Linked DNA regions of Mus musculus: regions 1, 2, 3, 4, 6 and 7 are each linked to region 5. Evidence: chromatin contacts called from public HiCAR-type, HiChIP or PLAC-seq and promoter capture Hi-C data. All regions are on one chromosome and are shown on one strand. Each heading gives the region's core, a stretch centred on a gene start, on an enhancer-like site or on the middle of the called end of the contact. The rest is flanking DNA. Distances are from core to core; before and after follow the strand shown.

Region 1 (4,270 bases), core at 432-2,931, 1.1 Mb after region 5:
TGTGTGTGTGGTGTGTGTGTGTGTGTGTAAAACCATGCACATATTATCATCATGGTTTCTTAAGGTCTCATTCTGTGGCCCAGGCTAATCTGGAACTCACTGTATAGCCCATAGTGGCCTCAAATTCAAAGCAATCCTCCTGCCTCAGGCCCCCAAATGCTAGGATTACAAACAAAAGCCACCACACTTGGGGAAATCCTGAACATATTTTTGACAGTATTTTGCAGCTATGCTTGGGAAGGTGAGGTTTGTCTTTGGGTTGTTTTCACACTTAGATTATAAACGTTCCTCATACATTTTCTTAAGCCTCAAACAACTCAAATATAAGAATTGCCACCCTACAAATGAAGAAACACATGCCTGGGAGATTAAACAATAAATGGGAAAGCAGAGCTCCTCAGTGCACATCTCTGAATCCCAACACCAGGGCATCCCTGTCTTCTTCTACCCTCTCAGGAGTGACTGGCCACACCACCTGGGAGGCCCGGGAGCTTGACTCTGGCTGGTCCTAGGCCAACTACGAGTTTTGTTCTAAATCCTCCACTGATTCAGCCAGAACTCTGGTTACTCTACAAGAGAGCATCCTTTCTGTGTGTGCTCTGTGTGTGTGAGAGCGTGTGTGCGTGCGTGCGTGTGTGTGTGTGTGTGTGTGTGTGTGCGCGAGTGTGCATGTGCGTGTGCGTGTGCGTGTGTGTGTGTGTGTGTGTGTGTGTGTGTATGCACGACTATGCATGTTCATTCACCCGTGTGAATGTGAGCACATGTGTGCCCATCACAAAAGGGAAGGTCAGAGGACAACCAAGCTGGTGTTGATTCTTATGTTCTAAGCATCTGGGACAGAGCCTCCCCAGGCAAGCTGGCCTTTGAGCATCAGCGATCCTCCTGTCTGTACTTCCCAGGAAGGAACAACGCTGGGACTGCACAAGTTTGAACTACATCATCTCCCCAGCCTGGGAGTTCCTTGAATATGCTAACAGACATATTTTTTTGAACTCAGAAGTCTAGTTATAAAGAACAGCCAGAGGCTTACAATCACCTGAGTCTTGTTGCTTAGAGTATTCAGGCTTAATGATCACTCAGATCTGAATGCTACACAGTATCTCCCCGGCTGGGGCAGCCCAGGGCCCAAATTGAACTTTAGGGTGGGATGAAAGTTAGGAGGCTGCTGAAGAGAAGGGGATGTTTGCCAGGACAGCTGTGGAATGACTGGCGTGGAAAATAACAGTATGTGGTCTAAGTTCCTTGAGTTCTCTGAAAGAAAGAGCAATTTTAAAACTCGGTTCCTCAGCTGCATGTCTCTGGTGCTCTGGCGTCCTGTGTTCTCTGGCTGCGGCTCTGTCATTTTTCCTTTCCTACATTTTAAGAGGAGGAAGAAAAGGACTGGGATACAGGGGATGGCCCCTCATTCGGGTTTGTATGAATAGCACAAATGGGGATTGAGATATTTTTAAAAAGAAACAGAAACAGACATAAAGTTGGGTGAGGGGTGGCATTATGGAGGTTGGTGAATCTGGGATGAGTTAAAGGAAGAATGGTGAGTGAATATAATCAATATGTATTCTATAAAATTCTCAAAGAATTAATAAATTTTTAAAAGTTGGTTTAGCAGGCCCTTAGCCTTCCCGCAGTGCCTAGTCTTCGAGCGCCCCCTGCCGTTCACCTCCAGTACTCGGCCTTTTCTCTGAGCGCACCTCTTTTCAGCCTCTAGTTATAAAGGTTACCCGGCTACCAAGGCATACACTGTGCTGCTGGGTGTACAACAGGCTTGGAAAATAGCAAAATTAAGTTGATAAAAGTTGTTTCCTGTAGGAGTGTCTCGGAATTCAAGTGGAATGTGGTTCACTAGAAGGTTTAAATAAACCTTCCTTCTTAAACATCTACTTTATCATGAGAACGGCACTGTTTATTCCGCCGGCGATATCTCGTGTCGAAATCTAAACAGTATTTCTTCTCTAATGGAAGCGAGACAGAAAGCCTTGCCAATCAAACAGGCAAGAGAAGCCGGCATCAGACAGCTGGTCTCTGTTTTCAGGGATAAAATTCACATTCATTCACCCAGGCTGGCTCAAAATTTGGAGACAAAGCCGGGAGAAGTCAGAGCTGCAGGAGAAAGTTGCCTTGGTGATTCTTCGATTCTCTCCTTTCTCTCTTCTTAAAGACAAAAAAAGAGAGCGGGGAGGGGAGAATCCCATAGAATCTAAAAGACACAGCAAACAAAAAAATAAAGCAAACTGAGCCCTGAATATATCTGACAATGAATATATTCCCAGTCATTTGTGGATCGTTTAGTTTGGAAGGAAGGTTTCACGCTGTAAGTTGGTCATGAATTTGAACTCACTGTGTAGTTAGTGTGTTTGTGTGTGTGTGTGTGTGTGTATGTGTGTGCATGTGTGCGCGCGCAAGTGCATTCGCTTGCATACACGTGTACACTCTTGTGTGCACATATAGGTGTAGTGTGGGTGACTTTGTGTACCAGTGGGTGCAGGTGTGTAAGCTTATGTGCACCTGTCATAAGGGGCCTATGATCCCTCTGGAGCTGGAGCGAACATAGGTTGTAATTCGACTATTTATGGGTGCTGGGAACTGAACCCCAGGTCCTCTGCAAGAGCAATAAGCACTCTTAACCCCTAAGCCATTTCCTGGAGTCCTGATTTTTTAACTTCTGCCCATGCCTAAGTCCTGCTATAATTTCTCATTTGCTTAGCACTAAGAAGAATTTACAGATATATCCAAGTGGCAGCTGGTTTTGACATTGGTGCCTCCCGGATATTCAACTGACCTGCTGTGTTTCAGAGAACCTGGCCACCCTCAGGACCCTGCATTTCAGATTTCCTTAGAAGTATTCAGAAGTCCCTGATCACCTTCTGGCTGCCATCCCTCAAGGGGTGGCAGGCGTTGCTCAGAGATACTCCAGCCCGGTGACTAATGATGTTTTAAGCAAGTCTCTATTAGCCGTAAGGACAAACAAAAGAGCATTCCTGTCTCCTGTCTCCCGAGCCAAGTACCAAGGCTTTGCTGAAAGGAGATATCTGACTGTGGAGGATGCCCAGTGATGGGGCTTTTCCCATCATAGTGGAATCCAGTGAGGATTACAAACTCATTTTTATAGCATTCCAGTTTCTCTTATAAACAACGTCTTTTTTAAAAGAATGATAATTTTTTAAAGAAGACAAAGGTGTCGGGGCAGACTGAGCACCGGATATGTTTACCAGTGGATCTGTTCAATTACATTTGGGAGTGGTTTTGCGACCGGGCCCCATGTAGCCTAGGCTACCCCCAAACTTACTATACAGCTGAGGCTGGCTTTGATTTCTTGACCCTCCTGCCTCTGTTTCCCAAGAGCCAAGACTGTAAGCATGTGCCCCACGCCCGGCTCTGGCTCCGTCCTCATCCCTTCCTTTTGTCTACCTAAAGTCTGCACATCACCAACAATCTCGTCCAAAAAATCTCTCTTGCGTGTGCCTCGCTACATCACCATTTTCCATTGCCACAAAGCAATGCGGGGCAGGTTTCATCTGGAACCCCCTTCCTGTTCTTCTGTACTTGGGAATGGCCTTGGTCTAAAGCACTATAAAAAGAAATATTACTCATCCTACTAACATTTGTTTATTTATCTGTATTATGGAGAGATTTCCTTCCACTGGACACTCACAATAGTGTCTGAACCAACAGAAAAGAGAACATGCGTGTCCCTAAGACCCTTTTTTCCTTTGGGAGTGGTGGGTTGAAATGTTGCTTACTTAACTCCCAAGACATTCAACTATCCAATCTAAGAAATCCAAAACATCTAGACATCTCAGATGAGTAAAGTGTTCCTGCTTTGGAAGATAGTCATAGAAGGAAGAAGCCAGCTCATTAGCCTCCAGCTAAACTCACTTTGATGTCCGAAAACTCCCCCTTCCATCAGCACTAGCGCTATCCTTAGAAATGCTCAACACAGGTTACCAGAGTTCTTACATAAAGTTCAAGTTCTCACCAATCTTTGCTTTCGTCCTCTTGGTCACACCAGCCAATGGCATGGCCCACTCATTAACCGCCATCCTTGATTAGTTGGGCGCCTTGGCCTCCTTTCCTGTTGCTATGATAGAACATTCTGAAAAACCCAACCTAAGGGAGAAAGGCTTTACTCTGACTCCCATTACAGGGTACGATGCATCGTGACAACAGGAGCTGGGAGAAGCTGGCTGGTTATAGCACGCCTGAGCATCCAGACATGAGAGGGATGGACGACCCCATGCTCATGCCATGGCTCCTTTCTCTGTTTTATACA
Region 2 (3,787 bases), core at 9-2,508, 1.4 Mb after region 5:
TGTGGATAATTTCTGTGATTGTATGATATTTGAAATCAACTTTTCAGATGGTATATAAATGCTAAAGAGTGGAGACAGGGTGGCATAGTTGTGCTCACAGAGAAAATAAGATTGGGGTCTGTATCTCTTTTTCTCTCCTCTATCATTGTTCTTCTCCTATCTAGAGGTAGAGGATGAAACTGGGAGAATAAAGCATGGGAAAAGAATCCACAAAGTAGCTCAGACCAGCTACATATCTTCTCATAGGGTTTCCCAGAAAACAGCCTAGTTGATTGAATACAGCTAGTTGTTCTGGAGAGTTTGGTGGTAATGTTTTCTTCATGCTGCTGTGAGATGACAGCTGTCAGTCAGGTTCTCAAATGGGAAACTACAGTTCAGAGAACGGTATTGTAAATGCTGTCATTTACTACAGAGCAGGGGAGATGGTGGTACAAACAGGAGAATTCACAAAAACGCTTAAACACCGTGTATAATTCCAGGTGCGGGGGAAGGCCCGCATCCCCCGAGCCAGCTGCTTAGAAAGACTAACCATATGGGCCAGCTCTTTGTTTCTGAGAGACCCTAACTCCTTGAATGAGGTGAAAGAGGCATGGAAGATGATTCCCACCATCAACCTAGGACTTCCACATGCACACATAGATGCATGCCCACACATGCAAATATGCACACACACACACACGGAAATGAGAAGGCAAAACAGGCTGTATACTACCTCTGGCAGTCCACGTTTCCACTCTCTCGATACTTGCTACCAAACTTCATGCTTGTTCTAATCTATTAGATGGCTCTGTGTCATCCTGACTCCCAAAGGTGAGCATAGTTTTGCATTCATTGGCTATATTTTTTTTATGAATTGCCTGTGCTTACCTTTCCCCCCTTCCTTTATCTTGTTTGTAGTCACTTTCTATACATTTTTGTTAAAGTGTGGCACAAAAATGGCAAAATTACAGTTGTAAACCCGTGTAGCCCTGGCTGTCCTGCGGAGCTCATTCTGTAGACCAGGCTAGCCTCGAACTTGGAGACCCGACTGGCTCTGCCACCATGTGCTGGGACTAATCCCCTGCACCACCACTGCACGGCTTTAGCTTTGCTACTTTTGTTTATGACCCTGGACAAGTTAATTAAATGTATCTGATTGGGGAAAGCCGAGTGATAGTAAACACCTCTCTCTACCCCTACTAGACCTCATGAAAGACCTGTAGAGATACAGACTTCCAAGCCGGAAAACCCCGCCCTTGCTCTTGCCCCGCCCCTTCCGCCCCGGAGCGCGTGCGCAGTTCCTCGCCGCCGAGCTCTTCAAGGGTCTCTACCTTTAGGTACCGGGCGGCTGCCGTGGGCCGTGTGCGGAGGGCTCCGCCCGGCTCGTCCACCATGCACTGGGGGCTGTGCCCTCGCGGGCCCGGGGCGGCGGCGGTCGCCGCGGCTGGGAGCTTCTGGGGGCCAGCCCGTTTGCCCAGCCGCCTAGGGTGTCTGGGGATGACGAGGAGGCTCGTGGTACGATCCGTGGCCGGGGCGGACAGCCCCCAGAGCAGCTCGAAAGGCGGCAGATACCGTGACACGGTGCTGCTGCCGCAGACCAGCTTCCCGATGAAGCTGCTGGGCCGCCAGCAGTCCGACATGGAGCTGGAGATCCAGCAGGTACCGGACGCGGCCACCCGAGCAGGGCGGGGCGGGCCAGCTCTGCGGGAACCCTGCAGGCCGCGCGGCTTCCCCGGCGAGCGCCCAGCGGGCCGGGTTCCAAAGTGAAGCCCGGAGCCGCACCGAGCACCTTCCGATTTCCGCTCCCAGCGAGTCGGCTTTGCACACTTTTCCCTTTGTCACTTGTCAGAAAGTAGCCAGCGTGAGCATGTGTAAATGAAACTTCAGGAGTGGGCTGGAGAGGTAGCTCGGCGCCTAAGAGCGCTTGCCACCCTTGCGGAGGATCCGCGTTCCGTTTCCAGCACACAAGTCTGGCAGTTCACAACCACCTGTAACTCCAACTCCAGAAGATCCGATGCCTGACCTCTGTCTGCAGGCACCCGCGCTCGCGTGCACCACACACGAATAATCAAAGAGAAACTTAAAACTAAACTTAAAACATTATAAAAGTATTACCAAAGAAGGGAGGTTGAACCCCACCTTAGTCACATGTTTAGGTTTTTCACAGGAATCATGATTTCTTTGAAGGACAAAGTAGCGGCCCTTTTCTGGGTCCCCTGTGTCGTCGGTATCTGTCTCCTATGTCATACTGAATTTGCTAACGTCTGAGATTCATTCGTTAGTGTCTGCACACTAGAGTATTTAAGATATTTCTGATAATCAGGAATACTGCTTAAGTGAATAGCGTTAGCCTGAATATTCTTTGGATTTAGGGAATTATTGAGGCCAAAGAATTGAAAGAATAAATTACCAGTGTGTTTTGGGTGGCAGAGTGGACTGGGAATAGACAGGTTTTTCAGCAGGTCTGTATTGAGGTAGTGAATACTGAGAGACTTGCTAAGAATTTAGAGCCACCATGCCACATAAACGTTTACACTTTAGTCTGAAGAATTGTTGGGATTTTTGAAGACTACTGAAGGGCTGGAGAGATGGCTCAGTGGTTAAGAGCACTGATTGCTCTTCCAGAGGTCCTGAGTTCAAATCCCAGCAACCACGTGGTGGCTCACAACCATCTGTAATGGGATCTGATGCCCTCTTCTGGTGTGTCTGAAGACAGCTACAGTGTACTTATATAAATAAAATAAAGAAAATCTTAAGAATAAATAAATAAAGACTACTGAAAGTGTTAAGAGAATTCTAGTTTATTCCAAAAAGTTTTCCAGGTTCTATTTCTGGGCTGAATGGATTGGAATGGGATAAATGATGACCAGGTATTGATAAGGGTCTATGTATTTATGTGATATCTAAACATTGGCTTTTTTTTTTTTTTTTTAACAGAAATGTGGCTTTTCAGAGCTTTATTCCTGGCAAAGAGAAAGAAAAGTAAAGACGGAATTTTGCCTTCATGACGGGCCTCCTTATGCCAACGGTGACCCTCATGTTGGGCATGCCCTGAACAAGGTAATTAGAATTGAAGTGTAGAGCTTGGAAGTAAGTACTCTGCTAAAGAGTTTATATTGTCTGTGTATGGTAATTATATAAACTAGTATTGGCCTGTGCAAATACATGAATTATTAGTGAGTTTATGTATTTATTATGGTGTTTGGGAGTCAAACCCAGGGCCTTGTTTGTGCTAGGTAAGTATTCTTCTAGTGAACTGCATTCCAGATACACCTTGTGTGTGTGGTAAGGAACCCGGGATGTACCATGTGGGAGACTAGCCCTGCTCCTGCATCTCCTCTCTGTATCTGCAGCTCTCACTAGACACATTAGTAACCATGCAGCTCTCACTAGACACATTAGTAACCATGCAGCTCTCACTAGACACATTAGTAACCACATTTGATGCTGCATGGACACTAGCATTGCTGGAGTTTCCTGCCAGCCTTTTGTTACTCTACACTTAAGTTCCATCTTACTTGATACTTGCTGTTTATGTGTCAAGCATCTGTCTGTATTCCAGGTAGTGAACAACAAAGTCATATTCCTCCCTTGCTCTCTACCTGGAAAGGTGAGCAGGTAAAACATGTAACACACTAGATAGTGATGATAGCTGTGGAGGAGACAGGACGGGGAAGAAGAGACAGCAGGAGACTCAGTGTCAAGCCTTTCTAACAGAGGCTTAGTTTACTTTATGTGCACGGGTGCTTTGTGTGTGTGTGTGTGTACATCTGTGCACCACTGCCATGCTTAGTGCCTGTAGAGGCCA
Region 3 (3,806 bases), core at 992-3,491, 1.5 Mb after region 5:
GATACTCAAAGATGTGACCAGCACGCAGAAATCTGCAAAGAACGTCCCAGGCACAGTCAACAGCAAGAGCAGAGGACTCAGGCACAGGTAAGCGTGGCTGGACCTGCACTCCAGCCTTCAGGAGGCTGGACAAGAGAGGAGGATCGAGGACAGCCTGGGCTCATAGTAAGTCCCAGGCTCCGTCTCAAAACCAATGGGCAGGGAGGCAGCAAAGGAAAGGTCTTAGAACCCATGCAGGGATTGTAGTTTTTAAAAACATTTAGGGTGTGTGTGTGTGTGTGTGTGTGTGTGTAGCACAACACACGTCTGTGTCACAGTATATGTGTAGGGATGAGGGGAGCTAGCAGGAGTCAGTACCCTCCTTCCATCATGTGGGTACTTCAGATTAAACCCAGGTAGTCAGGGTTAGAAGTAAGCTATTACCTGCTGAGCCTTCTCACTGGCCCAGAATGATTGATGTTTAAGTTTAAGTATAATTAAAAAAAAAAAAAAAAACAACAAAAACCCCTCTATGGATTATAAGGAGAATGTGAGAACACACACACACCCCCTGAAGCTTACCAGGACTATTGTTGAAATCTAATTAGAAGAATCTAAGCGTGCCCCTCTTCTCTACATCCCGTTTCTCACCCCACGTCTGTTGTCCCACACAACCTTCCTCACTTTCCCCTTTCCAATTCCCCCAAGGCCCTACACCCACACTTCTGGCCACTGTGCCACTGAAATGGCACTAGGGTCCCAGTGGCTGTCATCGTCCCCAAACCACTGCTATCTGACCTCTGCCACATTTCCCAAACTGCTGACCACCCCTCACCAGGGTCAGATTCTCTCCTTCAGCTTCTGAGACATTTCCATCACCTGGTGCCCCTCTCTCCCATCTCCCCAAGAACCCTTACAAGACTCCCCAACTTCAGTCTCTTCCTAAGGTTCTCGTCAGTAGCGAGTCCACGACACAACAGTTAGCATTCTATAGACTGAAACCACACTTCACCCTTAACTAATTATCACCTTGACTCCAGCTGCCATACCAAGTGTTGGACGTCTCCACAAGCATTTCAGATATGGCCTTCTTTCTCTCTCAACACACGCGCCTGTCAAGCCATCTATCATGTTAGAGCACCCTCACTCACACGTGACATTACCAGTGAATCATAGTGCTACCAGACGGAAACTACCAAACTTAAGTGGTAGGGAGCAGCAATGACTGGTACAAACTATTCATCCCTAGTTCCTCCCATATTTGATATTTTCAAACATTACTTTTCAGACAGACCCTACTAGGAAGCAGAATCTCCCTAGTGCCCTGGGATAGCTTCTAAATAGTGAAAAGGAGAGTGGTTTTTTAAAAATTATTACTGGGTCTACAGAGCAAAGTGATTTTCATATTAAAAATAAAGAAAGCAGAGTAAGATACCCTCTTTCAAAAGGAGAAATAAAGGAGCATATAATAAAATCCTCAGGTAATACGCAGCATTTAGTAAGCAGCTTTGGGATTTATATTCATGAAGTAGGGCTTGTTAACGTTGTTTGATGGTAATAACAGGCGCTGTTTCTCACCTCAATAGACGCCAATTAACTTTTCTCGACCATGTGGCTGTAATTTTAGTTCCTACCCTGGATTCTCCTCACTTCCTAAGAGGTTACTTTTCTTACTTGGCAGTTTACTCACCACCTTAAAAACCCTTCACTTGCCAATCGGCCATTTATTCCGTAAATCTGAATGACAGAAAAGAGATGGAAGAGGGTGGGGATGCTAAGCACCTCTTGAAGGGGCAGAGCAAAGGCTACATACAGTGCCAGAAATGGAGAAGGATGGGAGTTGGAACAAGCACAGGGTGGAGGGCTGACATTAGGCAGGGACTGGGACGGAGGATGCTATCTCTGAGCAGGTGGTGTGCATAGGGAGAAGACGTGGAGCTGGGACTGGGAAGGAGGGGGTGGGGAGCGGTGACAGACAGGCGACAGGACAGGAGACGCAAAAGGCTGAGGCTGAGAGAGACGGGACGCCGAGGGAAGGGAGGCTTGCAGCCGCGTCCCGGTCGCCGGGACACTTACTCGGGTCCCTCTTCAGGGCGCCGGGGGTCTCCTCCCGCAGGTGAGGGAATAGGAAGTCGCGCGCGGACTGCAGGTCCTGGAAGGAGCAGAACTGGACGATGGAGCAGGCCATGGCTGCAGGGACCCCGCCTCGCGGGGCTCGTGGTCCCTAGCCACGCCCGGGCCACTCCACCCGAAGGCTGACAGCACGGAGCCCCGAAAGCTTCAGCTACCCTGGGGGGGCGGGGACGCCAGACCGGAAGCTGTCAGCACTCCTCGCGAGGGGAGGGTGCTACGCATGCGCGGGACGCCCCGAAGCTGCGCGTGCGCGGGCCGAGCGGGAGCCGAGGGAGGGTGCAGCTTCGGACACGTGACTCGCGGTCTTGTGGCGGAGAGTTAGACGTGGAGCCTGGCCGCATTCTTTCTTGGGCGAGCTTGTCCCGTCATTCTGGCCTTCCTCCAAAGGTGATCTAATTGAACTTTGCGGGGGCCATTGAGTCACCCAAACAATCTTGTTGGTGTGCTTCTACGGACACGACCTAGATCGTTCGCAGATCAGGCGGTTTAAGCTGAGTGTGGGCAGGTGCCTGAGAACTTCGTAATTTTGTTTGTGCTTTTGTTTTTTTTTTTTTTAATGTGGAAGGCTATCCTCAGCACCTATACCCCAACTCCCAAAAGAGTCTGCGGCGCCTATGCCTGTAATCCTTCCTACCTCAGTCTGAGGCAGGTGAATTTCTGGCTGTTGAAGCCACTATCCTGGGCTACAATGCAAAAACAGTGTCTCAAGTAACAAAGCGATGGAAAGCAGCTCCTTAAGGGCTCGTATTAAATAAATACTCCTATCTATAAGTTGCCACGGTTCTGTGAAAGCCCGATGTAGTAACAGGACCAGCGCAGTATTGAATGGTGCTCTGTAATCGTCCGTTTGCCTTTTCATCCGTTTGTTCATCTAACCGCCCAACAAGTATTTGTTAGTGTTTTCCGTGCCAGCCACACTCTAGGCACAGAGCTTCGGAACAGAAAGGGACACATTCCTACGGAACTAAAAAGCTAGTGACTAACACAGGCCAAGTGAAGCAATTACTTACTCAGCTAACTAAAACTGAGAGAATGCTAGGCGGGAAAGAACAACAAAACAGCACGGCAGAACAGAGCTGGGGAGACTGACCCTGTACTTTTCCTTTGGGTTTTGGATAAGGAAAGCACCATCCTTATAGACTCCTGGAGGACTGGGGATCCGTTTAACCCCTTAAATACCTGGTCTCTAGCATGGGATCTGGCACCCAGTTGAGTCCTTGATAAATACTTACTGAAGTATATACACATAAATTAAAGACCAACCTGAGTCTTTTACTTGGATTTGAAAGTACATTTCCATATCTTGCCCAGTTAGACTGTCATAAATATCTTCAAGGAGTCTTGTTTCTTTGATTGTTTGAGATAAGGTCTAGCCATGTAGTCCAGGTTAGCCTCAAACCTTCAATTCCCCTCAATGTCCAAGCACTGGGATTATATGTGTGTACTGTACCATGGCTGACTTCAAAAGAATGTGTTATCCTAATTTTGTAAATGAAAAAAAAAATTGCTCTGTCTCTGATGAAGCTCTTGAAACCCATTTAGCTTACTTTCTTTTTTTTCTTTTTTTTTAAATTAGGTATTTATTTCATTTACATTTCCAATGCTATCCCAAAAGTCCCCCACACGCTCCCCCACCCACTCCCCCACCCTCCCACTCCCACTTCTTGGCCCTGGCGTTCCTCTGTACTGGGGCA
Region 4 (4,135 bases), core at 254-2,753, 1.3 Mb after region 5:
TGCATTCAAAGAAGAAACCTTGTGTTGTGTATGAGTTCTACAAACAAAAAGAACCAATGATCTCAAAATGCGGTTTTGTTATTTTCAATTCCTCTTAGCATACAGGAGTCCCCCGCTTCTCCTACACTCAGCCCAAATAGGTACCTTTTAACCCAGAGGAAGCCCGAGGTCCACCCTTGGTCTTCACACACACAGCTTTCAAATTAAAAACGGGACAAGGATAAGCCTACACCTATCCCCCAGATCCTCAATACCCAAGAGGCAGGAGATAGCCCTGACACCGATGTCAGGGGAGGAAACATCCAGTTAGCACCGGAGAAGGGGCAGGATAGGAAATGCTCCGTTGCCCAATAGTTAAGAATTGATTTCCAAGATCAATACTGCCACAGGAGAGGGGAAGATAAGGACTACAGGGTCAAGAAGGAGAAAGAGAGGAAAATGGGGCGGGGGAGGGGGGAGAGAAGGCAAGCAAGGAAGGAGAACGAGGAGGGAGGGAAAGATGGAGAATTAAGTGAGAAGAGAAGCGAAGGGACTTTTTGATAAATCAGTCAAGAAAACGAGCCGAAAAAGAGGTAGTGGATGAGTAAAGGGGTCCAGATGCCAGGAGGAGGAGGGAGAATTGAGGGAAGAACAAAGTGCTCCCAGTCCGGAAGGATGCAACCGAAAGGCACCTGCTACATTAGAGAACACGGTCGCGCCCTCCTGCTGCTTTCTTCCGGCCGAGGACCCCCGGAGAGTCACTGCTGTGCCCGAGCCAGGAGCTGTGGCTGTCGCAGCCTCTTGGGGACACCCCAAAGCGCCACGAGGATCCCCCTGGCTTGGCTGCTGCGAAGGGCGGGTCCGGCGACCCCGCGTGCAGCGGGAGAAGCAGGCGCCGCAGTCCTGGAAGATGAGCAGCCCCACCACGTTGACCGCCAGCCCCAGGGCTCCCACGATAAGCACCAGCTCCGGGTCGTCGATGCGCTCGGGCCGCGCAAGGCGCAACACGGCCTCCACGAAGATGGTGAAGCAGAGCGCAGTGAGGAAGACTGCGTTGCTGAGCGCGCCCACCACCTCGGCCCGCACGTAGCCGTAGGTGGCACTGGAGCCGCGGGGACCGCGCCGCGCGATGTAGCCGGAGCCCAGGCCCACGCACAGCGAGATCAGGTCTGACAGCATGTTGAACGAGTCCGAGAGCAGCGCGATGGAGTTGCCCAGGTAACCCGACACCAGCTCGGCCACGAAGAAGGCCGCGGTGAGCACCAGCATGAACAGCAGCCGGCACGTCTTGCCTGAGTAACGGCCCATCTCTACAGCCCGCTGCGCCCCGCAACAGGTTGGCGGGGGGGGTGGGGGGGGCGGTCTGGAGCCCACCTCCTGCTGCAGGCCCGCCCTTACCCGCCCGGACCTTTTATGCTTCCAGCTCGCGCTCGCGGGACCAGAGTCTGCAGGAGTGGCCCCAGAGTCGCAAAGGCCACCTCCCGGGGCCCCTGCCCCTCCTCCCTCGCCGCCCAAGCTTGATTTGGCTGGTGGCCACCAGCCTGTGTCTCCTTCTAGGTCTGGGCTGGAGACCGGAGCTGCTGGGAGGAGGGGCGCATTGGGATGTCAATCTTCTTAAATCTCCACCTCCACCCTCTCTGAGAGAGAGATGCACGGGATGGTCCCGCTCCTCCAACTCCACCCCGCCTTCACCCCTGGGCTACTACAGATCTGTGTATGCCGCTGATAAGGACCTAGGCTGTAGTGGGTGTGCGCACCGCTGCCTACGTGCCCAGATGCGAGTTGCAGGGCAGATTCCATATGAGCTGGTGGAGCCTAGTGCCCTTAAAGGTGTTTCCTGCTTTTCCACTGGTTAAATGGTATCTCATTCCTCCCGTTAACCCCTGTCCCTGAACCCATAGTCAAAACCCTTTATCCTTTCTTCTTCACAAAGGCCACGAATCCTATTACTCCCTTATAGCACAGTATCGCCATCTCCCTTTTAGGGGTCTCTATCTGAGTCGAGCTGTCTACAGAGGAGAGGAAGGCAGGCAGCCCAGGGTGCATGGCTGCCACTGCTATTAGCATTAGTATGGAGCACTGGTATAGCACTCCAAGGCTGGGATTCTTTGTGTCCCTTGGCCATCAAAGAAGCCAGGTTTGGTCTCCTTTCCTAGTCTGTCAGAAAGAATTTCTACTGCCCCTAAAGGTGACCCTATACTCATAGTTCAATTGACCCAATTTTTTTTTTCCAAATAGACCCTGTTCCAAGTGACAATCACTCAAAGGGAACATGTCCTGGACTTGAGAGTCTACACTGCAGCCCCTTCAGAAAGGGTATTTGCTGTTGGTCACTTCGGAGACAGAAGTTGGTAACCATCGACTGAGGTATCGATGTGATAGGCTTTGGTTTGGAGGAATGTGGGTTTGGGGACTTTGGATTTGGAAAGCAGTGGAATGCTCTAAGCGGGGCTCAGTGAGCCATCCTAGCAGGAATATGGAAGACTTTGTTGCTGAGGGTGATTTGAACTGTGGAAGCCTGGCTCTAGAGGTTTCAGAGGAGAAGGATTTTAATATGTGGTGACCTTGGGGCAAGACCACAACAGCTAAGTTTAGGTTCGGGCATGGCAGTACGCCCCTTTAATCCCAGGAGGCAAAGCCAAGCTGATCTCTGAGTTCAAAGTCAGTCTACAGAGCAAGTTCCAGGACAGCCAAGCTTAGGCAGTAAAGGAGTTGGAAAACAGAAATCCGGTGATACTGTAATAGAACAAGGGGGCCATGTTCCAGCCCCAGCAAGCAGCAACTTCAGCACGTGGCTCTGGCTTTAGGGTCAAGAACAGAAGGAACTACTGGGACAATGGATGCTGGTTGACTGTAGCTAAGAAATCAGCAGTGATTAAGAAGAGACCAGCATCACCGAGGTGAAATCGGAGAAGTGTTTCCTGAGAGCACAGAGAAGCTGTGTTCCGGAGGTAGCTAAGGTTGTCTACAAGTTGCCTTGCTCATGGTGTCTGTTCACAGCAGTAAAACCCTAGCTAAGACAAGTGGGGTGTGGATGGGGGAGCCCTGTGCCTCACTCATTTTAGGAAGGGTCTGAAGGCAAAGCACAATAACCGTGTCTCCCCATAAACTTTAACCACCCTCATGGAGAAAATGCACAGGGTTGGAGCTTGGAAATACATTCTATGCCTTCCTCAAAGCAAAGCCAACGAGCAAGGGACAGTGGTGCAGCAAGGGACAGTGGTGCAGCAAGGGACAGTGGTGCAGGCATTTACTCTCAAATGTCCTAGAGGATTGGCTTGAGACTGGAATCCACTAACAAAACACTCAACCTAAAAAAGAATAATACTGATAATTTGGATTGAATTTACTCTTGCCAGCCCTGTACACGCATATAATGTATTGGGATTATTTGCAGTCCCCACCCTCGGGTCTACTTCTCATACCCCGTGAAGCCCCCTCTTCCCTCTGAGCCTTCTCCTGAAAGCATGTCCATTTGTTTAGTTTCTATCACACCGTATTTATCGTGTGTTTGTGTGTGTGTGTGTGTGTGTGTGTGTGTGTGTGTCGGGGAGGGGTGTGCTCTGCGTATGCATGGCACACATGCTACGGCTTACGGGAGGTCAGAGGTCAACTCTGGGGAGCGATGCTCTCACTCCAGCATGGTACTCTCTGGGATTGGATTCAGAGCACCAGGCTTGGTGCCAAACACTTTTATCTGTTGACCCACCTTTCCAAACCACCCACCCTCTTTTTTTTTGTTTTATTTTGTGGCCTACTCTGTTTAATCAGGGTAGCCCATGTCTACCTTCTAGCCCTATTCGTTGTCTGAATCTTGAAGCATGCCTCTATTTTTTCATAGTCTATGAAGGTCCCTATCAATAGTATTAAAATATCCCTGATCAAAAGTCCCTATCTTGTTACTAGATAAATCCCCAAACGCAAGAAACTTAATAATACTCCTCTTTCAGCCAGGCAGATAGCTCATGGCTGTAATCTCAAACCTGTAGGCTGGCCTACAGATAGAGACAGCTTGTCTTAAACAAACAAACAAACAAACAAACAAACGAACGAACATTTCCAGGAGAAATACCCATACACTGAGAATCTAAGGAAATTCTTTTTTAAAAATTAATAAATTATAAATAATATAGAAGAACTACTAAGATAAAGACAA
Region 5 (3,906 bases), core at 11-2,510:
GAATATGGTGGGGAATCCAAGAGCAAGTCACAAAACCAAGGGGATTCCTTACATTTGTAGTCCTTCGAAGGAAGGGTGGAGTCTGAGTTTAGCAGATTAGTGAAGGAACTAGGTAGGATTTAAAGGTTTAATTTAGGAGGGTAATCCTATTGTCGCCCTCACCCCCAAACCCCACCTTGGGACTAACTGCAAGGCTGCTTTAGTTTAGGGCAGGTGCTAGGGAGGATTTAGGACATGGCTCATTCCACCGCCCCTTACCCGGGCAGCCTCTCAGATCTATCAAAATCCAGAAACGTCCATTCAAAAACACCGTGCTTGGTCCTTAGGGGAAAAACAACAACAACAACAACAACAACAACAACAGAACAATAGCCAACAACAACAACAACAACAACAACAACAGAACAAAAGCCAAACCAGCACAAGAACATGTTAAGAGTTGAGCTTGCTTTCTGATTCCGTAGCTGTTCCCTTGTTATCCATTCCTTCTCGGAGAGTCTCGATTCAGTGGGTTCGGAATGCGGTTTCTAACTCGGAACCCAGCTTCTGGGGGAGGGAAAGGAGAGCAGTCAGCAGCAGCCGCCCAGAAGGGGCCGGGGTGAGGCCAGGAACCGACTCTGCCGGAGAAAACCGGTAGGTCGTGTCCTCTCTCCGTCCCTACCCGAGGCTCCCACAGCGGAACTTCAGGCGGGACAACTGTTCCGGAACTAGAGGAGGAAGTTCCGTGTGTTGCAACACGACGGAATTATCAGGTGGCACTTCCGGCGAGCCAAGATGGCTGCGGCCGTTCAGGACTCACGTGTGAGCCCAGGGGAGATACTGAAGCGTTCTCCGAAGAAGAAGAAAAAGATGAAGATGGTAGCCAAGGCTGCAGCGTCGAAGCTAGAAGATGAGGTCAAAGACTCTTCTGATGGAGAAGGTAATGTGGCCTGGCGGAGCTTCGGCGGCTGAGCTTCCTTCCCATGGCTAGGGTTGCGTTTCCTTGCCGTTGAGTGTGTGGGGCGAGTGAGGTTGGGCGAGGAGCCCTGCTGTTCCGAGGCTCCTCGCTGTCACGGTTAATTTTGTGTTTCCACTCAGTCAGCTGTTACTGAGATGGGCGAAACTGCCGGTGCCAATCAGAAACTTAACAGTAAAGGAAGAGATAATGACAGGCAGTACACAAATTAAGAGCAGAGCAAAAGATGGGCAGGCGATAACCCCAGGCCTTTTGCAGGTCCTGTACCCGCTTAGAAGTGGAGTAAAAACACGGTTAGTTGTCGCAGATCAAAACATAGGCTAAGTGTTTGGGCACAGAAGAACCAAAGCTGGTATTGAGAACCTTGCAAAATGTTCGCATCTTTGGGAGGATTTGACTCTTTTTACTTACAGCCAGTCAGTTTGTTAGCAGATCATAGAAACGGCTGTAAGAGCAATGTTGCGAGCTTCTATTTGGAACCCCTAGCAAAGTGAAAGGAAGGGTCGCGATTGAAATAATGGGTGGGATAGGCTCAGGGAGCCAGCAGCAAGAGGCCACAAGAGAGAAGAAATACTGTTACTGTGCAGGGGGGATTGTGAGCCTTTGGGAGTTAGAAAAGAGAGAGTTAAAGAAATGGTAAAGGAGAGATACTGAAGTAACGTTTGATACAGTTTCAGAATGAAAGGTAGGTGAGTCTCCGGAGGTCTCCCCATTGTGTGGCTGGGGTTGGCTGCTACTTTTAAACATACTTCTTGGCAGGAGCTTCTTAGGAAGCTCAGGCATTTGGCTCCCACACTCCTTTACTGCTTCGGTGTGGCTAATGCTTTCAGTTAACCGCGAATGTGGCTTCAGTTACTACGGGAAGCCACTAGTTCATGAGTAACATTCAGAATTTTTAACTTGCTTTTAACTTGCATGATAGGTCTGGTCACTTGCTGCTCTGCTGTTTTCTGTTCATGTTGGCTGCTCATTCTGGAGGTCTCTGCCTTTTGCCTGCAGTATTCCTGAAACACCTGTATGTCACCTACATTTTCATTGACTTCAGTCTCTGGTCCAGTACTTGTCAAAGAGATTTTCCCTTATTTTTCTAATGCAGCCTTTTCTGTCACTCTCACTTGAGGCTTGATGCTTTGCTTTCTTTAGACGCTTTTATTATTATTATTACTTTATTTATTTTTAAGTTGTATGTATGTGCGCTGGGCGTGAGAGGAGATTGAATGGCTGCTGAGGAAGAAACTGTTCCTGTGGAAGAGCAATGCATGCACATGTTCTCCAGCCCCACTCTGCTCACTTTAAAAGCACCACGTTTTAAATCTTGTGAAGCGTTTGTGCTGTTTGAAAGTTCCCTAAGTGTGCAGACACTTGAACCTCAGTTCCTAGATCAACAACTGTCACTCAGGGGTCCATAAGTTAACGAATGAGTGCACTTGGACTTCAAGACCAAGAAGCAGCTGACTAAGCTTTTGAGGTCCTCAGCCCTCACCAGAGGGGTTAAAAAAACAACCTGTTGGGCAGGAATTAGAAGCTCTGGTCCTGGTGGTGTTTTTACTGCATTGGTTTATTTGCTGTGTACCCACATGTGGAGGTCTGAGGACTTATAGGAGTTTGGCAGCAGGTGCCATTACCTGCTCAGCCATTTTATCTCCTATGGTACAGTTTTGAATTGAATAATTGTAAGCATTACTGTCTAAGAAAAAAAAAACACTATTACATTTAAGTAAGACATCAACACTGCTTTCGGATTTGGGTGGAAATTGGATTTCTTTTCTCAATATTAGATAATTGCGAGGGAAAATGTTCTTTTCAGCACAAATACTGACTAGGTGTCTAAAGTTTTCTTCAGCTTTAGATCATATGTTAAGGAGGCTTTTGAATAATATAGAAACATATAATGAATATAATGAAAACATATAATATAGAAACATCCAATGAATGTTTGCACTCTATTATGTTACAGTAACCCTCTAGGCAGTGACTTAGAGTTACAGTTACAAGAGGATGTGAACACAAGAAATGGTCAGGATGGAGTGTGTCTGGGTGAGGGCATGTGCGGGAAGTATTTATATTGTTCAAAACTAATGATACCACCCACATATGTGACCTTGCAAATAGAGAATCCACAGTTATGAGGTCAAATGTATCCTCTTGTGAACCACTAACAGCCTGTCTGCAGCTTCTGTGATGATCACCACCTACTTTTCAGGATCAGGTCTTGTTGGTCCCTAAGTGACTAGGGCTCAGCTTGGAGCTGTTCTTTTGGCTGCAGAAACGGGCTCTTCTAGCTACATTTACTAAGCCAACTCTTTTGTTGCTGTTTTTTTTTAAAGCTTTTCTTCTTAATCTAGAACCACATTCAATGGAGTTGTTGTGTCTCTAATATTAGAGTCTTTAAAAGTTGTAAATTGCATTGTTTATTTATTGGGGGGGGGGGGACAGACGTGCTACATCAGCACCTGCACACGCGGAGGTCAAAGGACAGCCTGTAGGAGGAGTAGGGTCTCTGTTATTGCTGAGGAGGATTGAACTCAGGTCCTCACTAGGCTTGTGGCAAGGGCATTGACTTGTTGAGCCATTTAGCTGGCTCTATGTCTTTTTTAGTATTTGTATTTATGTGCACGTGGGTCTGTGCCAGAGGCGTTATATAATTACATCCCCTGGAGTCTGCCTTACACATGCTTATGAGTTTCCTGACGCAGTGCTGGGAACTGAACTCAGGTCCTCTGAAGAGCCCCAAATGTGCTTACTCACCCCCAACAAACAAACAAACAAAACAAACCGCAAAGTGAACTTTTCTGTGTGTGAGAGACCGCATAGATGCCAGGTAAGAGCTCCGCCATTGAGCTCCGTGCTCCGCATCCTGCTTTCCAGCATTCACACCGTCTGTGGCAGTGATAACAGTGAAGGGGCCTCCATGTTGTAAGTTTGGTAGGACAGGGCTTTGGTTAATGCAC
Region 6 (3,852 bases), core at 374-2,873, 1.1 Mb after region 5:
GGGACTGGCTTACAGGTTCAGAGGTTCAGTCGATCATCATCAAGGTGGGAATATGGCAGCATCCAGGCAGGCATGGTGCAGGCAGAGCTGAGAGTTCTACATCTTCATCTGAAGGCTGCTAGCAGAATACTGACTTCCAGGCAGCTAGGATGAGGGTCTCAAAGCCCACTCCCACAGTGACACGCCTACTCCAATAGTGCCACTCCCTGGGCCAAACATATACAAATCATCAGCATTGGAGGAGAATGTTCAAGGCCATTTTAATTCTAAGCACAGCTACCATTTGATATCCATGCCACCACCTCTCTCTCTCTCTCTCTCTCTCTCTCTCTCTCTCTCTGTGTGTGTGTGTGTGTGTGTGTGTGTGTGTGTGTGTCTCACATACACACACACTCATGCACACACTCACACACATACACCACTCACACATACACACACCACTCACACACAAACACACCACACTCACAAGTACATATGTTGCCATCTTCCCTGTTGGCTTTCTCCTCCAACAGCATTAACGTTTTCTCCATGTTCTTATTTAACAGTGCCTCTATGGGCTATTGGAGCAGCTGGTCAGTAGGATTTTCATCAGATTTTTAAGTCTTCCATCATTTCTCACATTGATATTTGATTTACTGTGTGTAAAGTTGGACACAAACTGACACAGACTGTAGCCACAAGGGCCTGGCTAGGAGCCCGTAATTAAGAGATAGGACTTTGAATGGCATTAAGTATTAATTACTGGTACAATCAAAACAAAGCAACATAATGAGACAGCTTCCAGCTCATTTTGAGGACAGACACCTAAGGACAAGTTAAGGAAGAAAAAGGAAAAATGAAGGGGGACAGTCTTGGTGAGCCTTGCCAGAAACAAGTGCATAGGATATACACCCCTCTTGCATTAGCAGGAACACAGGCCTCCTCAATTGTAAAAATAATAAATAAGTTAATTAATTAATTAAGGCTCCTGTGGAGAACTCTCTTGTCTTGTCTGTCTCTCTTGGGCAAAGGTTTTCTGTGCCCCTTTCTGCAGGACAATGACATCTAAAGCATTGTTCTTTGCAGATATTTCAGACACAACACAAGCTCCCATAATAAGTAACCCAAGACCTCAGTGGATGCCACGCTTCTCTGGACTTCAGCAACAGGCCTAACCAAGGCTGGAAACATGTAAACTGGCAAGTAGCACACACTCTTCCTATCCAAATTCTACTCGTCCAAAGTCTCTTCTGTGGCCACTGCGGGGCTGCTAGGGAGTGTAGCCTCAGGAAGAAAAGGAAGGCAAAGATTTACCCACAGCTTGAATACTGGTACATTTTCTATTATAGCAAATTCCCCTTCTGCAACATCGTAAATGCTTAGAATCAGAGGACGGATGTTCAGAATAAGAAGGGGTCTGACAGCCAGCTACGAGCAAGGACGCATTTAGATGGTTCCCTTTCTTTCTTTCTTTCTTTCTTTCTTTCTTTCTTTCTTTCTTTCTTTCTTTCTTTCTCTCTCTCTGTTTTGGCAGCAAATAATTATTGAGTCATTATGTTTCCCCTAAATGTGAGTCACCCACTGTCTCTTTGTCCTCGGTTTTATCCAAGAACAGATCCCTGTGCGACACGCCTGCCCACTCACCCATCCCCTGGCCTTTTCTGTTCATAAGAGCTATTCCTCAGGAACACGTATTTAAGGCTCGAAGATCTGGCCACACTGGTGCAGGTCACTGAGGTGGCTCCTTATCCCAAAGAGTATTGATGCTTAAGGCTATTCTAGAATGATTTTTATCTTTCTAAAACTTAAGATACTCTTGATGCTGGAATTATATTTGATGGGTAGCTCCCATTCCTTTTAAACCTGGACTGCTCTTCAAAGTTTCAAACTGGTTTCCCTGACCACTCCAGAACAGAGGAGATTCCTACCCAGTGTTTAAGTTTAAAAGCAAACCTGACCTTTCACCCTCTGTTTCTACACAGTGCCCACCATTCTTTTTACTTGGTATGAAAACATAACACTTTTGCAGCTCCAAAAATGTAGCCAGGGGCCCAATGACATAGCTCCACAGGCAAAGGCACTGCTACCCAAACTGATGAGCAGAGTCTGAGCCCTTGAACCTGAACGGTGGAAGGAGAAGTTTTTCCCTGGCTTGCATGAGGAAACACACAATAAATAATTAATAAATACATAATAAATGCTTTTTTAAAATAGCAAGAATAGCAGACAAAGAGATTCATGAGTTAAAAGAATTTAAACTATTCCACTAAGAGTTAAAAAAAAATAGGGGCTGAAAGATGGCTTAGTGGTTAAGAGCGTTGACTGCTCTTCCAGAGGTCTTGAGTTCAATTCCCAGCAACCACATGGTGGCTCACAACCATCTGTAATGAGATCTGATAACCTCTTCTGGTGTGTCTGAACAGAGTGGCAGCGTACTTACATACATAAAATAAATAAATAAATCTTTTTTTAAAAGAGTTAAAAAAATACACAAGAATTTAGGTGCTTACATATTGGGAACCCTAAACCTCTGATGACCTAAAAACATTACTGAGTACCTGAAACATATATAAGATGCTGATATGCACTTTAACTATTAACTGAATTCTTTCTTTACAGCATACAATGCTGGCCTAATTCTGAGAAATAAAAGTACCAAGATATAAACTGATTTCCTAAGGCCTTGGCTAAGTAAAAGAAATTTTAAAAGACATTTTATTAGACTCTGGTTGGTTTAATTTCAGAATGTGGGGTTTTCTTCCCTTCTCAGCTGTATCTCTTATAAACCCACTTTCTAACGTGCAGCACTCGATCATCTGGTAGACCAGCGTCAGGCCTCCTCACTATCCCCTATCCTCAGGCAATTACCCATCAAGGTTGCAAGTGTCAGAGGTGGTAACGTACCCAGAGGATCTTCTGCTACTCAACACTAACATTTCAGCCTCTACATTTCCTATGACAACAACAAAAACACAAGCAAAATCTACATGGAGAGGGAAGTGTGGGGGGAGAGGGTATTACAGATTATCAAAAGGATACTTTAGATAAATCAATGGCAGACAAGTTAATTGGATCCGCCTGGGGTTCACTCTTTCCTAAGGGTTGAAAGCAAAGGGCTTGAGCAGCAAGAGGATCTGTTCACCACCTTAGAATGTCTTAAGTCTTTCAAAATTTCCAGTCATGTGTGTTGCATAAGATTAATTATCTCCCTCTCTGCTGAACCGTCTAACCATGGCAGCGAAAGTCAGGGTTATCATTTCTCTTTTACTAAAAGTATCGCAGCCAAGATGATCCAGATGGCCCCACTGCTCATAGCTGAGCTTGGTGAAAGCTACAAGAGAAGACGTTTACATCACTGGAAATATATGTGTGGTGCAACCTGCCCTTAACAAAGGCTAACGTAAAATTTCAGTTACTCAAAGGAAGTCAGTTCCAGAGATCTGCTCTCTATCACCATGCTTAGAGTGAACAATGCAGGACTGTACACTGGAAAACTGTTAAGGGGGTAGCTCTCATGTTAAACATCTTTACCACAGTTTTGGAAAACCCAACATTGGATGAAATCAAGACATGGGGATGTCAAAACCTCTTCAGGACATCAAGGCCTGGAAATCTGAGAGGTCTTAAGACTATGCTCTTAGGGAACCCATAATGACAGCATGCCTGTCTAGAAACCTTCCTCTTGTGTAATGATGAAAGGTTACAGTTAAAGACACTGGAATTAGATACTAAAGGACTCTCTTAACATCCTTTGTCAAAGTAAAGAGTCTCTAAAACGTGAGTGCCAGTCAATGGCCTTTCATGTCTGCAGACACGAAACAAAGGGAGTGGGTTTCAATTACAGCAGAGCTCTTTCATAACATCCTAGGAAAG
Region 7 (3,943 bases), core at 650-3,149, 1.4 Mb after region 5:
GAGGCAGAAGCATCAAATAAGCTCTGTGTTCTTAAGTAGGATGGGGAAAGTTCTATGTGTGAGTTTGAAAGTGTTTTAGCACACACACACTCTCACAAAATGACATGTTAAAGCCATAAAATCCTCACAATGTGATGGGTTTTTTCTAAATATTTAATCCAATTTTATTACTTAAAAGAGAATATATATCTGATCTATAGGCAATAAAAAATTAAAATAAGAGAAAGAGGTGCAAGCAGAAAAATAATATACATTCTCTAACTGGCTTAGAGTTCAAAATGCAAACCAAATTTAAGAGTGTTTTCCAGAATACCAGCAGAATTTGATTCTGAGTTTTAAGGATACAGACTTCATGGTCCCCTGCAGTGATTTTTCAAGGCAGTTTTTACAAACACAAAAAACCTCACACACACACCCCACCCCTCCGGGGGGGGGGGGGGGGAACAAAAACAAAAAAAAACCAAACCTATAGTTTAGCTATGCACTGAACAGCTAAAATGTGAAAAAACTCTTCCTGTAGTCTCACTAAATTCTGGCAACCAGCGCTGGAAAGGTTTCCTTCTTCCTTACAGAACAAATCAAGGAATCTCAACTGCACTCCGCAGCGGGCAGAACTCAGGCCTCCAGGATTAGCCACGAGGTCAGCATCATCTACCTAGTGCCGTTTCAAACCAAGAATCACATCTACTTCTTTCAGGGCTCATGGATTTGTTGTGAGGTTAGCATACAGAGACTGGAACTAACATGCTAAAATGTTATCATTTTAGAACATTTCAAGCGATTGCTACAGTCTATTTTTAGGGCTGGTGAGTGTGGCTCAACAGTCAAGTGCTTGCCTACAATGCAAAGCTCCCTGAGCTGTTTCCCAGCGCATTAATACATAAATAAATGTCTTTTCACTCCAATAGGCGCAGACTGCTGTCAAAGTTGAGGTTGCAAGAAATTTCATCAGCCCCACATGGCCAATTGTATTCAAGGGGCTGACTTTTTGAGTATTAGAAAAAGTACTTCCAAGTCTACATGATAAAATTTTTGGGTTGTTTCCCAAAGTAATGAAAAGACAGAAATTTTAAACTAGCTAGCAATAGCGTTAGCCACTTTGAAAAATCAATTTCGAATGGAACGTAGGATGACGTTTACTCGAGCCTGGACTACGTCCACGGGGTGTGTAGTAAAACAGCCAGTAGCATTAGTCCGCAGCGTTCCTACGGCTTTCCGTAATTACAGCCTTCGACCACAAGCCAACGCAGCCTCAGTAAAAATTCCAAGTGCTGACAGAAAAGTCTACCTTGCTCCCTTTAACTCGACAACCGAAGGGAAAGTGGGGCAAGTGAATTCAGATCTCCTGAGAGGTGGGGAAGGGGCGGGAGGTTCCTAGATCGCATTAAAAGGACGGGCCGGACAGACAGTTGGGGTTTTAATTCCACTTCAAAAGCCACTTGGGACCCTGGCAGAGTCGCAGCCATAGTCTCGTGTCTCCCCGCGGGGCTCTGGTCCTGTCCCCCCACTCCCGGGACAGCGGGCCTCGGGAGACGGCGCCCCGAGCGGACAGAGGCCGGGGCCACGCGGGGCTGGGTTCCCCGCAGAGCAGAACAGGCCCGTCCGTCCCGGGGCGGGAGGCTCGTTCGGCGTGACCGCCGCGGCACCAGCCCCGCACCCACGCGCTGATGCAACCCGCGCGGGTCGGCGGCGCCCTTACCCAGCGGAGGGTTTCCGGCGTTCACCGTGAGGCACAGCGCCGCCATCTCCCAGGAGCTGCGGTCTACTCGTCGGGCTGCCTTCCTGGCGGCGAGGGTTCAGGTGGAAGCAAGGAGATGCAACGTGTGCGCGCGACCGAAGGCACCGCAGCCCTGACTCCTCCCCACGGGCCGCCACCGCCGGAGTCGGTGCGCACGCTACGACACGTCATAAATATGCGCCCGCCAAGGCAGCCTTCGCTCCGCCCCACTCCACGCGCCACGACTGCAGAGAGGTCAAGGCAGGCTACTCTGTGCGTCATCGCTGCGCGCCCACGACATTTCAGCCTCTCTCCCGTCCCCGGCCCGCGGATACTGACGTCTGGCGAACGCTATTGAACGTAATCGCCGTGCGTCGCCTCCACCTTAACCGCACGCTCCAGTTGCCTCTTGGCAGCAGGACTGGGCACCCGTGAGGTGCCACTCCGTTGTGGAAAAGGAACAGCCGTTAAGACCCATCGGAAAGTGAGGGAAGCAGGCGGACGATAGACTAGTCCATTCTGGGGCAGTGGCACATCCATGCACAAAGTCGACGAGCTACACTGGGTATAAGGGAGCTTCCCTTCAGTCTTCTCTAAAAGGAAATATTTTCAGGATTGTTTGGTGTGGTGCACGTCCCAGCATCTAGGAGGCAAGCTAGAAATACAGAAAACTATGGGGACAAAGAGAAAAAGGACCTGCTTGCTGGGCCTCCTGGCCCTGAGAATCAAGATTTCCAGATGTTACTATCTGTAGTGAAGCCTGCCAATATTGACAATGTTTGGGGGTTTTGTTTGTCTGTTTTAGAGAGAAGCATCTTCAAATGAGAGGGTTAATAATAATTCAGGCTATACAGAGAAACCCTGTCTCAAAAAACCAATAATAATAATTCAGGCTGGAGGCCTACGCGTATGTGAGCTTAAGGATGGTCTGCGAACCTCACAACAGTTAACTTGTGTTCACAGTGGAAACAAAAGAACAATTCAGGAACAGCCCATGACCAAATTCCTTAATAACCTTTAAAAATAATAACTTCAGTGTTCTTGCTAAGACCATGAAGTGTGACTGTGGTATGCGTCCTCTTTGGAGCACCTGTCAACTCCCATGCTTTAAAAAAAAAAAAAATCACATAGTAAACTCCAACTTTGAATCATAGTGGCTGCCTCTGAGGAGGTCTTCATGATAGACTTGTCTTGTCATTTCTGGAATCCAAGGTAATTAGAGAAGAGTATGACTGGGGGTAGGGGATTGAGTCAGAGAAGAAACAAAATGGCATTAAGTGCACTGGCTGGTGCCTTCTTTCATTCCTTTGTAATAGAAGTACCTTGCCGGCTGCAAAATGGCTGTGTATAAATGCTGGTTCAGAGGCAGGGACCCAAAGAAATAGCTACCCTATAGTTACATGAAAACATTGGCACATTCCTGAGGCTATTGGAAGGTAAGGGTAAATATGTACTGCTTCTGAAATCTCGCCTGCACCTTGAACTTGAACTTTTGGAAAATGCCCTGGGCAAACACATGCATCACAGAGAATTTGGATTAGAAACCCCCCTGAAAGATGCCTACTTATACACCCGGAAACAGGACAAATATTAGGGCAGCAGTGTGCTTTTGGTTTTGCATCTGAGCAATCTAGCCAAGGCTCTGCAAGTGTTCTACTCTTAAGATACTAAACACTGAGTCCTGAAGTCTTTCTTGAAGTTCTTGTCTTTTAACCATTACTATACTTATTTGTTGGTTTGATCGTCTGAGGCAGAATCTCTATATCTACCTATCTATCACAAGGATTGACCTGAAATAACTAAAGAACTCTATTTACAAAAAAAAAAAAAAAAAAAAAAAAAAAAAAAAAAAAAAAAAAAACCCAACCAACCAAAAAAACCAAACAAACAAACTGCAGAAAATGGGTTATGTCACAAAAATGAGGCGTTTCCCCAATCCTGTATCCGAAGCCCTGATGCATGCTGGGGAAATCACCACTGAGCTACTTTAAAATGTTTACTTAGGGGGTGGGGATAAGGAGTGTCTCAGCAGTTAAGAACAGTGGCTGCTCTCACAGAGGATTCTGGTTTAATTCCTGGAACCTACATGGTGGCTCACAAACATATATAACTCAGATTGCAGGGTGTCTTAGTTAGAAATTCTGTTGCTCTCATAAAACACTATGGCCAAAAGCAACTTGGGATGGGGGCAGGCTTATTTTATCTCACACTTCCAGATAACAGTCC

What was found. Promoter capture Hi-C pulls out the DNA fragments that hold promoters and counts their contacts. HiCAR-type assays count read pairs that join an accessible place to other places. HiChIP or PLAC-seq counts read pairs in DNA pulled down with a chosen protein or histone mark.
Region 1: a contact with region 5 is called in an H3K4me3 HiChIP or PLAC-seq map of stem cell-derived neural progenitor cells, with 5 times the contacts expected there. The contact joins the enhancer-like site here to the promoter of A430105J06Rik in region 5. A contact is called at or near these places in 9 of 39 promoter capture datasets (3T3-L1-derived adipocytes, the C10 cell line, cranial neural crest and 4 more), 7 of 115 datasets of contacts at active chromatin or transcription factors (cardiomyocytes, embryonic forebrain, fibro-adipogenic progenitors and 4 more) and 3 of 9 other capture datasets (adipose tissue, liver and pancreatic islet).
Region 2: a promoter capture Hi-C map of pre-B cells shows a contact between it and region 5. The contact joins the promoter of Iars2 here to the promoter of A430105J06Rik in region 5. A contact is called at or near these places in 7 of 39 promoter capture datasets (the C10 cell line, cranial neural crest, embryonic stem cells and 3 more) and 2 of 115 datasets of contacts at active chromatin or transcription factors (embryonic forebrain and pro-B cells).
Region 3: a contact with region 5 is called in a promoter capture Hi-C map of pre-B cells. The contact joins the promoter of Rab3gap2 here to the promoter of A430105J06Rik in region 5. A contact is called at or near these places in 6 of 39 promoter capture datasets (the C10 cell line, embryonic stem cells, fetal liver and 3 more) and 2 of 484 Hi-C or Micro-C datasets (B cells and the G1E-ER4 cell line).
Region 4: an H3K27ac HiChIP or PLAC-seq map of embryonic stem cells shows a contact between it and region 5, with 5 times the contacts expected there. The contact joins the promoter of Slc30a10 here to the promoter of A430105J06Rik in region 5. A contact is called at or near these places in 8 of 39 promoter capture datasets (the 3T3-L1 cell line, embryonic stem cells, frontonasal cranial neural crest and 5 more) and 5 of 115 datasets of contacts at active chromatin or transcription factors (embryonic forebrain, embryonic stem cells, forebrain and 1 more).
Region 6: a HiCAR-type map of fibro-adipogenic progenitors shows a contact between it and region 5, with 5 times the contacts expected there. The contact joins the enhancer-like site here to the promoter of A430105J06Rik in region 5. A contact is called at or near these places in 8 of 39 promoter capture datasets (the 3T3-L1 cell line, 3T3-L1-derived adipocytes, the C10 cell line and 5 more), 2 of 115 datasets of contacts at active chromatin or transcription factors (the 230-238 cell line and fibro-adipogenic progenitors) and 1 of 9 other capture datasets (pancreatic islet).
Region 7: a HiCAR-type map of astrocytes shows a contact between it and region 5, with 5 times the contacts expected there. The contact joins the promoter of Eprs here to the promoter of A430105J06Rik in region 5. A contact is called at or near these places in 11 of 39 promoter capture datasets (cranial neural crest, embryonic stem cells, hematopoietic stem and progenitor cells and 6 more) and 5 of 115 datasets of contacts at active chromatin or transcription factors (astrocytes, cardiomyocytes, embryonic stem cells and 2 more).

The regions. Positions count from the first base shown.
Region 1 is chr1:185,679,477-185,683,746 of GRCm38.p6, reverse strand. No RefSeq gene overlaps it. Among named protein-coding and RNA genes, the nearest start is that of Gm35023, 63 kb to the right of the region's middle. Within about 2 kb of position 1,681, at least 24 of the 459 cell types and tissues checked have an H3K27ac peak or open chromatin away from gene starts, as enhancers often do. A contact at or near this core is called in stem cell-derived neural progenitor cells, where this site is marked.
Region 2 is chr1:185,326,872-185,330,658 of GRCm38.p6, reverse strand. It overlaps Iars2 (isoleucine-tRNA synthetase 2, mitochondrial), which reads left to right and starts at 1,258. Exons shown (of 23, transcript NM_198653.3): 1 at 1,258-1,638; 2 at 2,917-3,039. The coding sequence starts at 1,372. It also overlaps a transcript of Bpnt1 not described here.
Region 3 is chr1:185,202,603-185,206,408 of GRCm38.p6, reverse strand. Rab3gap2 (RAB3 GTPase activating protein subunit 2) reads right to left here and starts at 2,241. Exons shown (of 35, transcript NM_001163754.1): 1 at 2,056-2,241. The coding sequence starts at 2,167.
Region 4 is chr1:185,452,216-185,456,350 of GRCm38.p6, reverse strand. It overlaps Slc30a10 (solute carrier family 30, member 10), which reads right to left and starts at 1,503. Exons shown (of 4, transcript NM_001033286.2): 1 at 672-1,503. The coding sequence starts at 1,287. Gm2061 (predicted gene 2061) reads left to right here and starts at 783. Exons shown (of 3, transcript NR_040305.1): 1 at 783-1,315; 2 at 2,218-2,346.
Region 5 is chr1:186,746,177-186,750,082 of GRCm38.p6, reverse strand. A430105J06Rik (a long non-coding RNA gene) reads right to left here and starts at 1,260. Exons shown (of 2, transcript XR_003948551.1): 1 at 259-1,260. Rrp15 (ribosomal RNA processing 15 homolog (S. cerevisiae)) reads left to right here and starts at 725. Exons shown (of 5, transcript NM_026041.2): 1 at 725-919. The coding sequence starts at 775.
Region 6 is chr1:185,652,977-185,656,828 of GRCm38.p6, reverse strand. No RefSeq gene overlaps it. Among named protein-coding and RNA genes, the nearest start is that of Gm35023, 36 kb to the right of the region's middle. Within about 2 kb of position 1,623, at least 2 of the 459 cell types and tissues checked have an H3K27ac peak or open chromatin away from gene starts, as enhancers often do. A contact at or near this core is called in fibro-adipogenic progenitors, where this site is marked.
Region 7 is chr1:185,361,000-185,364,942 of GRCm38.p6, reverse strand. Eprs (glutamyl-prolyl-tRNA synthetase) reads right to left here and starts at 1,899. Exons shown (of 32, transcript NM_029735.2): 1 at 1,700-1,899. The coding sequence starts at 1,745.